Regions from separate parts of the Sus scrofa genome. Here all the other regions are linked to region 2. The links are chromatin contacts, called in public Hi-C maps. All regions are on one chromosome and are shown on one strand. Each heading gives the region's core, a stretch centred on a gene start, on an enhancer-like site or on the middle of the called end of the contact. The rest is flanking DNA. Distances are from core to core; before and after follow the strand shown. Region 1 has its middle 62 kb from the start of MBOAT1. Region 2 holds the start of E2F3 (transcription factor E2F3). Region 3 holds the start of CDKAL1 (threonylcarbamoyladenosine tRNA methylthiotransferase).

What was found. Hi-C and Micro-C count contacts between places; a contact is called where the count stands out from the background.
Region 1: a contact with region 2 is called in a Hi-C map of embryonic fibroblasts, with 2.2 times the contacts expected there. The contact joins the enhancer-like site here to the promoter of E2F3 in region 2. A contact is called at or near these places in 1 of 5 promoter capture datasets (liver), 4 of 47 Hi-C or Micro-C datasets (embryonic fibroblasts, heart right ventricle, liver and 1 more) and 1 of 2 datasets of contacts at active chromatin or transcription factors (alveolar macrophages).
Region 3: a contact with region 2 is called in a Hi-C map of embryonic fibroblasts, with 2.3 times the contacts expected there. The contact joins the promoter of CDKAL1 here to the promoter of E2F3 in region 2. A contact is called at or near these places in 1 of 5 promoter capture datasets (liver), 17 of 47 Hi-C or Micro-C datasets (alveolar macrophages, blood, brain and 9 more) and 2 of 2 datasets of contacts at active chromatin or transcription factors (alveolar macrophages and skeletal muscle).

What each region holds. Positions count from the first base shown.
Region 1 is chr7:15,703,910-15,708,100 of Sscrofa11.1, reverse strand. No RefSeq gene overlaps it. Among named protein-coding and RNA genes, the nearest start is that of MBOAT1, 62 kb to the right of the region's middle. Within about 2 kb of position 2,325, at least 4 of the 83 cell types and tissues checked have an H3K27ac peak or open chromatin away from gene starts, as enhancers often do. A contact at or near this core is called in embryonic fibroblasts, where this site is marked.
Region 2 is chr7:15,791,980-15,796,021 of Sscrofa11.1, reverse strand. E2F3 (transcription factor E2F3) reads right to left here and starts at 2,503. Exons shown (of 7, transcript XM_021098397.1): 1 at 1,250-2,503. The coding sequence starts at 1,645.
Region 3 is chr7:15,908,967-15,913,469 of Sscrofa11.1, reverse strand. It overlaps CDKAL1 (threonylcarbamoyladenosine tRNA methylthiotransferase), which reads right to left and starts at 2,825. Exons shown (of 16, transcript XM_005665616.2): 1 at 2,731-2,825; 2 at 1,862-1,905.

The DNA.
Region 1 (4,191 bases), core at 1,076-3,575, 88 kb after region 2:
GCCTTGCTGTGGCTGTAGTGTAGGCTGGCAGCTACAGTTCCAATTTGACCCCTAGCCTGGAAACTTCCATAGGCTGCAGGTGCAGCCCTAAGCAGACCAAAAAAAAGTTTCCAAGTTATGCTCTTGAAAGAATTTAACATTAATAAAGAGGGAAAGGTGGCAGAAAGCTTGAAAGGGGGAAGACTCTGTGCCTTGCTTTGGCCCTCCTGAAGTTTGATGTGAGAAGGGTCCTCCAGTCTGGAAACCTGCCCTGGGCTCCTTTGCTGTTTCTGGAACGAGTCAGGCACACCCAGCTGTGGAGCTTTTGAATTGGTTCTTCCCTTTACCTGAAATGCACCCCGCACTCCTTGCCGTAGCTACGTGGTATCTCCCTCACCTTCTCCAATTCTTTTCCCAGGCTCACCTCCCAAATGAGGCCTCTCAGACCACCCTCCCGAAAACTGTGCTGGCCGTCTCCAGTTGGCACACTTTGCTCTGCTTTTCTTTTGTTTTTCACAGCGCTGAATGCCTTCTTGTCTCTAGCACACTTCACTTACTTATGATGCCTGCTGTTGACTCTCTGCCTTCCCTTGCTAGAATGCAAACTTCCAAAGCAGGGATCCTTCACAATTTTGTTCATGGATGCATCCAAAGCACCCAGAATAGTACCTGGCACACCAGAGGTGATCAATAAATATTAATGAATTACAATAATTAACATTTATTGAGCATATTCTTAGTCTAAGCACGTTATACTTTATATTATTTAATCTCATTGAGTCCTTACAATTGTTCTATGCTGTTTTTTTAAAATGATATATATACATATATATTTTTTTTGTGGACTTTTTGCCATTTCTTGCGCCGCTCCCGTGGCATATGGAGGTTCCCAGGTTAGGGGTCGCATCGGAGCTGTAGCCACCGGCCTACGCCAGGGCCACAGCAACGTGGGATCCGAGCTGCGTCTGCGACCTACACCACAGTTCACGGCAACGCCCTATCCTTAACCCACTGAGCAAGGCCAGGGATCAAACCCACAACCTCATGGTTCTTAGTCGGATTCGTTAACCACTGTGCCACGACGGGAACTCCTAAAATGAGATATATTGATGAACAATATATAGGTTTCTGGTCTACAACAGAGTGATTCAAAATTTTTAAAGATCATACTCCATTTATAGCTTATGAACTGTTAGCTCTATTCCCTGTGTTGTACAATATATCCTTTAGCTTATTTTATACATAGGAGTTTGTACCTCTCAATTCCCCTATGTTCCTTTTTGTTTGTTTGTTTGTAGGGCTGCACCTGTGGTATATGGAGGTTCACAGGCTAGGGGTCAGGTCAGAGCTGCATCTGCTGGCTTACACCACAGCCACAGCAATGCGGAGTCTGAGGCGTATCTGCGACAAGACACACACCACCTCTTGGCTGCTGGGCATCTGGAAACCTAACAGATTCTTGGCTGACAGATTAGATCTATAGGAAGCATCTGTCAGTGGAAGCCGTCTGAAGAAATGAATTATCCCATAGAAACCCTTTGCCAGGAGTTCGTGTTGTGGCTCATCGGGTTAAGAACCAGACTAGTATCCATGAGGCTGCAGGATACCACCAGCATTGTGGTGAGCTTCGGTGTAGGTTGTAGACTCTGCATGGATCTGAGGTGGCTGTGGCATAGGCTGGCAGCTGCAATTTGACCCCTAGCATGAAAAGGTCCATATGCCACAGGTGTAGCCCTAAAAAGAAAAACAAACAAAAAACAAACAAAAAAACGCAAAACAAACAAACAAAATCTCCTTTACCAATGATATGGAGAGACAATGAGGCTGAGACTACTAGACTGCTAAGAACACTTTTGGAAGATAAAAGCTGGAATTCGAACTGAAGTTTTTCACTCTTCAACGTTGATAAGAAATTGAAAATGGAATTCACATCTTTCCTTTCTTCCTTTCTAAAAGGGAAAGGTAGGCTGAATTCCCTTTTATTCTCCAATTTTTAGTAGAGCCTAGCTAAAATAAAATCCACTCAATGCTGACGCTTACTGAAATTGTTTTATGTGAGCAATTAATTTGTTTTCTGTTTTACCAGACAGGAAAATGTTTTTCATTCCTTATGTAGTCTCTCTAAGAATTCATTACGGAAATGGGATTGACAACACAAAAATAGCATTGCAGGGGAAAAAAATCTTAATTTGGATAGTTGTTTTACCAATTCTCACAGCGGCGCCTGATGATGAAAATATTCTCAACCCTCTCGGGCAGGGTTTTGCTCTTCCGGTGCATGTTCGGGGCAGGATGACCTTTCACTCCCTTTTGATGAGCGCCCTCTTGTGGTGGATGGTGAGTATGCACGTCTCCATCTTGCTCCAAGGTTCTTTGTGACCCAGGATGCGCAGTGTTTGATCTGGAGCATTCTCTTAGAGCCCTGGCGAAGAGAAGCAAGCCCGCCGCGATTTCACGTCCTGTGTGGTCTCTGGTGTTCTTGAACCATAAGGATAAATATGTTGTTTTTCGTCCTAGGCTTCATTTTTCTTTATATCTTTTTCTTTCCACTGCTGTTACTGTAACTGGTTTTCTTTATTTTTCTCTATTTGATGGAGGGTAATTGGTGAATGTAAGTAGAAAACTCACTTTAAGTAGGTTTTAAAAGTCTTTACTTTTTAAAGGACAAATTCATTCCTTACCCAAACAACTCTGCATCTTTGTGCTAAAAGAATAATGTGCACTTAGGGCTGAGAAATCTGCAAATGTCTTGGGAGTGTGAGCTTGTCTTATTTCAAAGCTGTCGAATGGTCAGGGAGAAAATGGCAAGATTCAGGGAGATGGGGGAGGAGGATTGTGGAAGCCTTTAGAACATGTTCCCTGCTTGGACACTTGATAATTTGTCTCCTGGAAAATGATGGTAGATATGATATATAAATTGCTAGTCTCCATTTGAGTTCTCCTGTATAATGGCTGCCACTTTAATTTCACTCACTCAAGGGATGATGTCTTATGCTTTTTTCACAATCCATTGAAAGTCACAATCTTTGGAGTCAAACAGACTAGGTTTCAATGTAAACTCTGATCCTTAGCAGTGTGACTTTGGGCAAATTACTTGGAGTTCCCATTGTGGCTCAGTGGAAATCAATCTGACTAATATTCATGAGGACACAGGTTCCATCCCAGGCCTCAATCAGCGGGTTAAGGATCCAGCATTGCCATGAGCTGTGGTGTAGGTCGCAGATGCGCTTTGGATCTGGCATTGCTGTGGCTGTGGCACAGGCTAGTAGCTGTAGCTCTGATTCTACCTCCAGCCTGGAAACCTCCATATACCGCAGGTGTGGCCCTAAAAAGACAAAAGACAAAAAAAAAAAAAAAATTAATCTCCCATGTTGCAACAAGGGGACACCCATCCTCCTTCAAGGGGTCAGTAGCTCAAAGGAGGTTGTGAGTGTAAAGGGCCTTTCACTTGGAAGGAAAATGTCTAATCCTGATGATTTATTGTAATCTAATTGGGGTGACAGGACACATATTGAGATACTGACCAGACTACATAGTCAGTTGAAGTGAGTTTGGGTGAACATCAAGTTTTTGTAGTATCTGTTTTTCTTTGTGTTTGGAGGCTATCTTAAAAAGAGCATGCGAGTTGAGAATTGCTACACCTTCCTGGTGAATTGAAGTTTTCTAAAGAGGTATTTGACAACCCCTATAAGGTTGTTTGTCTTAGAGCCTTTTTTGTTTGACATTGCCACAGTTATACCAGTTCTTTTGGCTAATATTTGCCTGCTTCAAGTCTGCAATTCCGTATCTGCAGTTCTGAAGACCAAAAAACTCTGATGAAAAAGTTTTCTTCATAATTCATTTGGCAGCAAAACCTGATCTATGCTGATGTGAAGCTATTTAGTCCTTATTTAGTCTACTTAATCTGACTAGTCATGTGTTTCTTTCAGAAATATTACTGTGTTTGATTATGAGGTGCTGCATCAAACCCCACTGGGGGTGTTATGTAATATATAACATAGGCCTGTATTAATTTATTAAAGTAAAACTTAAATTAATCTCAACTGGAAACACATTTTGTTTTAGGGTTTGAATTAAGGACTGAGTGTGTGAATATATAAACATATATATATACACACACACACATTTTTTATGTAGGCATACAGTACTTATAGTATATAAAATATATAAAAACCTTGTAACATATAATATAGAATATAATATACATTATAC
Region 2 (4,042 bases), core at 1,254-3,753:
GGCGGCGGCGGCCCCCGAGCAGTCCCGGTCACTAACCTGCTGCTGTAAGGGCATTTCCGAAACCAGCCTGGCTCCGGGGGGAGGTGGGGGGGCCGGCTGGAGAGGGGGCCCAGAGGGCCGAACAGACCGGCGGCGCCGGGCGAGGGCGGGCGCCCGTGGGGAGGGGGGGTTGGGGAGAGGAGAGGGAGGGTGGCCGCGCCGGGGGCGGGTGCGAGGGCGCCGGGACCGTCCCAGGCCAGGGAGCCGGCGAGCAGGAGGAAGTGGGTGCCCCCTCTCCCCCTCCAGCGCCCCCTCCCGCCGCCGCCTCCTCCCCAGTCACAGGCGCGTCCTCCGCGCACGTGTGCGAAACGTCACCGGCGGGTCCCGGGGAGAGGGACAGACCCAGGCGGCGGGACGGGAACACGGCTGCCCCCGCCCTCCGTCGCCGGGGGGCGGAGAGGGGGACAGGGCGGGGAAGGAAGGGGCAAGGGGAGAGGCGGGTCAAGGGCAGGCCCGGGGCCCGGTGAGGAAGGCCCGGGCGCTCGGGCCACGCGGGCGCCGCCGCTGCCACCGCCGGGATGCGCCCAGGCCGGGGCGCCAGCCGCTAGCCCCTCGCCCCCAGACAGCCCCCGCCCCAGCCCGCACCCGGCTTCCAGCTCCACCTCCCCCCTGCACGCCCCCCTCCGCTTCCCCCAGCCCCTTTGTTGCCGGGAGTTACCGATCCCCAAATGTGTCAAGCGCAGCCTGCCAGAGCCCCTGCGCTCCGAGCACGCCTGAGGGACCCCCGGCTGCCAACAGGCCCCCGAGACCGGCGGGGGGCCACTGCCCCCAGGGCCCCCCGGTTCCCCCCCCGGAGTCCCCCCACTCCCCAGTTCACTACTCCCTCCCCCACCCCCTTCTCCATCCGGGGCGTGACCCCTTCCTACGCCCGAGAAAGAGGAAGCTTCGAGTTGGAGGGGAGGGGAGAGTGGGGGTAGGGAAAAGTGCAGGAAAAGAAGGGGGGGCCGCGAAAAGTTTTAGAGTGTTTGCTGTGGTTCGCGCCAAGGCGATCCCCGTTGCCCCGCGCGCCTGGCGGAGCCCCCCGACCCTCTGGGCGCTGGGGGGAAGCACACAAGTCTAACAATAAACCCTCGTTGGAGGGGCAGCCGCCGAGGCCCACGACGCTGGGCCCCGCGGTCTCCCAGGGCTGCCCGCAGCGCGCCCACCACCCCGCGTGGTGCAAGCCCACCTCCCGCCCGGGCTGGGGACGGTGGGAACGGGAGGGCATTACCGGAGGGCCGCCGCCGCCGCCGCTGCCGCCGCGTCCCAGCGCTGGTGGCTGCTGCAGCAGCCCGGCTCTGCTGGAGGGTCCGTGCGGCGTGGTGTAGAGGAGGCTGCCGGCGGTCTGCTCCACGCCGGGGGCACTGGGGAGGAGGGGGCCGGCGGCGACGGCGCCGCTTTGGAGGGAGGAGGAACAGGAGGTGGTGGAAGTGTTCGTGGTGAGGATCTGGATGTATGCGCTCGGGGCGGCGGCAGCAGCGGCGGCGGCGGCGGGGAAGCCGGGGCTGGCTAGCAGTGCCCTTTTGTCCATGGAGGCTGCAGCGGCGGTGGCGACGACAGCCGCCCCCTCCCCACCCCCGGCGGTCACCAGGTACTGCTCCAGGGCGGGCTGGATCCCCTTTCTCATCTCTCGCTCCTGCTTTTTATTGCTATGGTATATTAACGTATTGTTTTCAATTTCTTTATTATTTGCAGTCGGAGTTTCCAAGTCTCTCCTCCTTCTCTCCTCCCCGCCCGGCGCTTCCGAGCCCCTTCTCTCTCTTTTCTTTTTATTTTTCCGCAAGCACGGGCCCGGGGGCCAAAAATAATCGGGGCTCTGGAGAGAGGAGGGTCCCGGCCGCACGGATATCGGGCCCCGAGGGGGGATGGAGGCGTCGGGGGCGGCCGATGCAATGGATTGCGAGGCGGCGGCGGCAGCCCGGGTGCTGCGGCCGGCAGCTGAAAAATGGCTCCAGGAAGCTGCTGCTGACAATGAATGAAGGGATACGGTTTACGCGCCAAGGTCCTCCCGCGAAACTCAGATTTCCCGCCGGCTTTTCAAACCAAATTTGCATATCCCCGCCCCTCAACCCGCCGAGGACCGTTCTCACAGCCCATTGGGCCGCTGTCTTCTTCTTTTAGTCCCAATCGGGGAGCAGGGCCGGGACCTGCCGGTTTCCATTGGCTGCCTTGCATCACGGTTGCCGGGGCGACAGGGGCCCTATTTGCATAGCCCTCCTTGATTGGCTGCGAGGGAGGCAGGGGTTTTTAGGAGGTGGGTAAAGCCTTGCCTTCTCTCCCACGGAAGACCACGCCTGGTCCAGGCTCCGCCCCCGGTCCCGCCCGCCTGCGGGGCTGGCGCTGCTGACCTGGGCAGGGACTCTGCGCCCCGCAGACTCAGTGTGGATCTAGTCTAGAGTGCAAGTTTCGCTTTTGGAAATTGTCAAGGTGACCAAGGGGACACTTTCGGGAACTCTCTTTCGTTTAGCCAGTCAGTGTAATAGATGAACAGCAGCGGGAGATTCTCCCAAGTATGTGCCAAAGGCAAGTTGGACCTTGCGAACGACGCCTGGCATGTGGAAACTGAGCCCTTTAAATCGTGGGTATCTCCCTTCCTGAAATCCAACCAATGCCGCGGCGAGAGCTGATCCAGAGGTTGAGGCTGATAGACAGAAGCATGTGGGCAGACAGAATCGTGGGGGCAGAAGGTTCGACTGACGTGATTGCGGGCACCATTTAGTTAACATTCCAAATCATTCCTGGTAGCTTCATTATTAGCCTGGATGGGGTTTAAGTAAAAAATTAACTCCGAATGTTTTGCCGAGTGAAATCTTACCACGAGTATTGGTTTGAGTCCAGCAGACACCCACCCCCACCCCCAAGTCACTGGCCCAGAAGCAATCAGGGCAGTTAATCTGGGCTAACCTAGACTGATCTGCGGGTTTCTAATCCGCCAAACTGTAATCCGAAGAAGTACGTGCTTCCCAAGATGACGTCTTGCTGCCAATAAATGCTGCACGCTGGGCACCAGTACTTTACAATTTTGGTTTCCTAGCAAGTTATCTGACTGAAAGGAAACATGATGGCCCATCTAGTCCAAAATATTTTTAATTTTTTTTTTTTTTTTTTTTTTTACTAAACTAGAAATTCCCACCAGAAAAGTATTATTGTCAAATTAATGTCTATATTGGTGCAAGTATTTATGGATCTTAAAATTGAAGACTGCCAGCTGCTGATCTGGGCTCACTGGATAATGAGGATTGCAGTACCTCAAGCCTTTTTGCAAGACATCATTATTATTATTATTGTCATGATTAATAGTAATAATTTCCCAAAACTCAGTTTCAGTCTTACGAAAGTCCTGATGAGACTTCAGTCAGTTCAGGCTAGGACTCCTTACTTCAGTCCTGTTACCCTGTTTGAAACAGGATGAGCTCAAAATACTGTTAAACCTCACACCAGGCTCAGGAATATTTTGGTCTTGCATTCAAGGTGGTTGAAGATCCAAGGCCCAATACCCAAACATTTTTGGACGCTCTGTCATCAAAACCGACACTATCTTTAGGGCAGGTTAGGTGGTTTTCAAAGGGCATCAATTCCTGATTGGGCTTGAGGCATAATGTATTAGCAACTTCCTTGATGTTGTTCCATCAGTGTTGCTTTCCACTGTGGGTCACTATAGAGGAAATTAGTACTGTAACTACTTGGATATTACCAGCTGTAGAACATCACTAGCAGCATGCATTTGGTGGCTGTAGTGAGGGTTTGGGAGGAAGGGGGGTATAATGCACGTAGTCATCATAGACCCTGCATTTTAAGATTAGAGACAAACCTAGGCCTTAGGACTATGTGCAAAATCTCTGCTTGAGCTCCTCAGGAGTGCTTACAGTAAGATAGATGAGACACAGCCCCAAGGGTGCAGGTGTTCACAATCTAGATCCCCACTTGTGATTCTGGTTTAAAAAGTGTGAAATAGGTACCATTCTACCTTAGTCAGGTTACATTTTTTTTTAACATCGGGTATTTGGTAGAGAAACAAATGTTT
Region 3 (4,503 bases), core at 1,576-4,075, 120 kb before region 2:
GCAGGTGCAGACCTAGAAAGACAAAAAAAAAAAAAAAAAAAGAATCTCCAGGAGCTCCCGTCGTGGCGCAGTGGTTAACAAATCCGACTAGGAACCATTAGGTTGCAGGTTCGATCCCTGGCCTTGCTCAGTGGATTATGGATCCAGCATTGCCGTGACCTGTGGTGTAGGTTGCAGACGCGGCTCGGATACTGTGTTGCTGTGGCTCTGGCATAGGCCAGCGGCTATGGCTCTGCTTAGACCCTTAGCCTGAGAACCTCCATATGCCGCAAGAACGGCCCAAGAAATGGCAAAAAGACAAAAAAAAAAAAGAATCTCCAGAGTGGAATTTAAGGATGGGAACTTAAACTTCCCAGATGATTTCACTATACACCCCTGACCCAGAACTACTCTAACCACTGTTCTCCCACAGCAAAGATTCTTAGTCTTGAGTGTTCATTATATTCATCTGAGGAGCTATGGAAAATTACCAGCAACTGAGCCCTTGACTAGTTGAATCCAACTCTCAAACAGTGCCTGGGCATCAGTATTTCTTAAAACTTTCCAATGGTTTTCCTATGTGATGCCATAATTCTGAACCAAAGTCCTACACCAGTAGTTTTCACAGTGTGGTTCCCACAACTGCACAATTACTGTCACTGGAGAACTCGCTAGAAATGAAAAGTACTGGGTACCACCCAAACCTGCTGAATCAGATATTCTCAGTAAAGCTCAACAATCTCTAACAAGCTGTCCAGGTGATTTTGACATGCACTAAAGTTTGAAGATCCCTATGCTAGAGTTATTCTTCATAAAAATCATCTAGAATGCTTGTCAAAGTGCATTACCTGCTCAGATGATTTTCAACAAAAATGCCAAGAAAATTCAGTGGGGAGAAGAATACTGTTTTCAACAAATGGTGCTGGGACAACTGAACAGCCACGTGCAAAGAATAAAACTGGATTCCTGCTTTACATAATACACAAAAGTTCACTCAAATTGATTACAAATGTAAATTGAAGAGTTAATGCTGTAAAACTCTTATAACAAATCATAGGTGTAAATGTTCATGACATTAAGCGATGCTTTCTTAGTTATGACACCAAAAAAGCAAGCAACAAAAGAAAAAACAGACTGGACTTACATTTAAAACTTTCCTGCTTCAAAGGATATTATCAACAAAGAGACAACTTATATAATTGGAGAAAATACTTGCAAATCACAGGTCTGATAAGGGTCTAGTATCAAAATGAATACAGAACATTACAATCCAATAATAGAAAGACAAATGACCCAATGTAAAATAAGAGCAAAATTTCTGAACAGGCCGTTCTCCGAAAAGACAGACGAATGACCAATACTACATGATAAAACATCAAATCATTAGCTATCAGGGAAACACAAATCAAAACCACAAGGAGATACCACTTAACACACACCAGGTTGGCTAGAATAAGAGAACAACAATGTTGATGAAGATGTGGAACAGATCACCCAGAGGAAAAAGAACAGAATTAGAAGAGGAGAGGGGACAAGACCAAGCCTCAAGAGACTCCACATTTAACTGCCAAATAAAAGAGAACCAGCCTATAGTGAAGATCAAGAAGCAGCCACCAAAGAAGGAGGAAAACAGTGGGTCACAGAAGGAAAAGGAAGCGAGCATGTCTAAGCGGTGAACATGATCAGTGGTGCTCAATGCAGGTGATGAAAGGTTAAGTCAAATGAATGAAAATGTTCCTTGAATTTAGTGATATGGAGATCATGGCACTTCCATATAATAATGGCAGCAAAATCACTAAGAAATTAAAACTGGGCTACCTTTCTGCACATCATAATGTGTAACATGTCACTCAAACATAAGAGGTTTAAAATAAACAAGTACCTTGATTATCTCCAAATAGTCTCAAATCTTCTTAAAAGACAAGTCTGGAAAACAAAAACTGATTAGAAAAAAACAAGCTCTAAACCAGTTCACGAAACCACAGTAAGGACTCTTTAAAACTACCTAAACGGGATTAAACTCCATAAAAGCTGCTTTACAGGTAAGGTTAACGATGTTCGATCCTACTCCCAATTTCTTGCTGATTAGGACAGGTATGATAACATCTGCCGTATTTGCCATGACTGAGACCCAGCGTCTGGCCATAGTTAATAAACACTATCTAGCACAACAACACGTCTGCGTGATTTAAGAAACACTGATAATTACAAAACAGGTGTAGGGCAATGAACTAAGTATCTACATCACCTCCCAACCGAAAGACACGTGTCGTCTCGAGATTCAGAAAGAGGTTTTAACAGTGAACGAAAAGGAAAAGTGAAAAAACAAGACACCTGCTCTTCAGACCAACTTCAGTTTAAGTGCTTATTGAGATGCAACTCTAGGAAACCTAGGTCACTGCAAACTTCCCACAAACTCACTAACACAGAAAATGGGAGCCCGAAAGACGCTAGATCTGACGATGAGGAATATGGTCCCTTAAATGCCCCTTACACAGCCCCCTATAAGACCAACGACTCCGTCCTCACTTCTGGCAGCGCTACCTGCCTCTCAATTCCCCCAGCCCAGCTGGTAGGTTCCCTTTTAACTGCAAAACCAACCAGCAAACGACCCAAGAAAGACTGAAAGTGGGGAAATGAGGCTCCGCCATAAAAGGAGCTCTGGACAAACTCTGCCCCACCGGCCACCTTACCCAGTAGTCAGGAAATTACAAACTAGATCAAAGTAAAAGAATCCCACACGCTACTCGCCGGAAACTGCAGAGGCTTTAGCTGGAGCTCGCCATGACACATCCCGCCACGTTTATTTACGCATGCTCGGCGACGGTGGCCCGGAGAGATCAAACTGCATCAAGGCTGAGCGTGCGCGTTCAGGTTTAACTCAATCATCTAAAGATTACACTCGACTCCTTTGATTGCAAGAGAGAAAATACCACCTCCAAGACCCCGGATTCTTAGACTCGTTTAATAGCTAACTTCTCCTGAGCTCTTACTACGTATCGGGCACTGTGTTCAGCGCTTTACGTAAACATCATCTCCCCACTTTTTTTATTATTATTCTTATTAAGGATGGAATGGAGGAAACTGTCAGTTTAAGTACTTGCCCAGAGTGGCTCTGCCGGTAGTGACTGTCCTCTGTCCTGAACACAACTTTCCCCACTCCAAAAGAACCTGCTCGATTTATTACATTTACCAGTTTCCTCAGCCTTTGTGAAAAGAGGTCATATTAAAGAAAATGGAAAAGGATAAAGAAAGAACAGTTGGAATTAAACCTGAAAGAGATCAGTGAACACTAAGCAAGTTTGTTTTTGTTTTTTTGATGCTCAGAAGACAGCTTAGGAGGAGCAGTTTAGCAGAGAAAGACAACTTTCACAGAGTATATACAGATTTTGACCTGTATACCTTACATGTATTATCTCACCTTATTATTTTACCCAAGATACTGTATTTGACCTTGTTTACCAAGAAAACATCTCCACTTTACAAAGTGAAAACAGCAGACCATTAACAGAAAGTTGGACTATTGCCTGACTCTGGGTTTCATAGTGATTTGGCAGAATCGCCTTATTTTTTAAATGCCTTTTCTAGTATAATTACCTTGAGCTAAAATGCCACACTTTGCTCATCCAAATCCATTAAAAAAAAAAAAATCTAAACTGTGACCTAAGCTCCAATGCAGCCCTTAGCCAGCTGAATTAAAATTGCATATTGATGTCACCCCATCTCTTTTACCGGAACAAAAGTAGGCCCTGGGTCACCTTCTTGGTTATAATCCCACTGTCTAGCACAGAATTTTGCACATAATAGCCTCTCAATAGTGTATGTTGAATGAATGAATGAGTGTACCCCTTTCCCCCCAAGATCTTCAGTTCTGTCAAAGAAATTTTATTAAGCACATACCACATGACCTCAAGCACTGTGGTGGATATTATGGCTAGCAGGGGGAAAAAGACAACTTTCTACCCCTATTTCAGGCTACTGCAAGGATCTAGTTTCAGTAGAGAATAACGATAACTATGAAAGATGAATGTAGAGTGCCTGTCGTGATACAACGGAAACGAATCTGACTGGGAACCATGAGGTTGCAGGTTCAATCCCTGGCCTTGCTCAGTGGGTTAAGGATCTGGAGTTGCCGTGAGCTGTGGTGTAGGTTGCAGACACGACTCAGATCCCATGTTGCTGTGGCTCTGGTGTAGGCCGGCAGCTACAGCTCCGATTGGACTCCTAGCCTGGGAACCTCCGTATGCCGTGGGAGGGGCCCAAGAAATGGCAAAAAGACAAAAAAAAAAAAAAAAAAAGGCAAAAAAGAGTATAAAATAACAGAGAAAGCTGGAGAGGAAAGTTCAGGGACCAGATTAAAGAGAGGTTTGTTTGCTAAAATAAAGACATTAGAGCTAATCCTGAATGCATGGAGTAGCATGAGAGTGTCGGAGCAGATTATTATCTCAAGAGGATGGGTTTGAGGACAACATTTTAGACATGAAAAAATAGTGAAAGCCTGAAGTGAGTTGTTGGCTGCGAGCA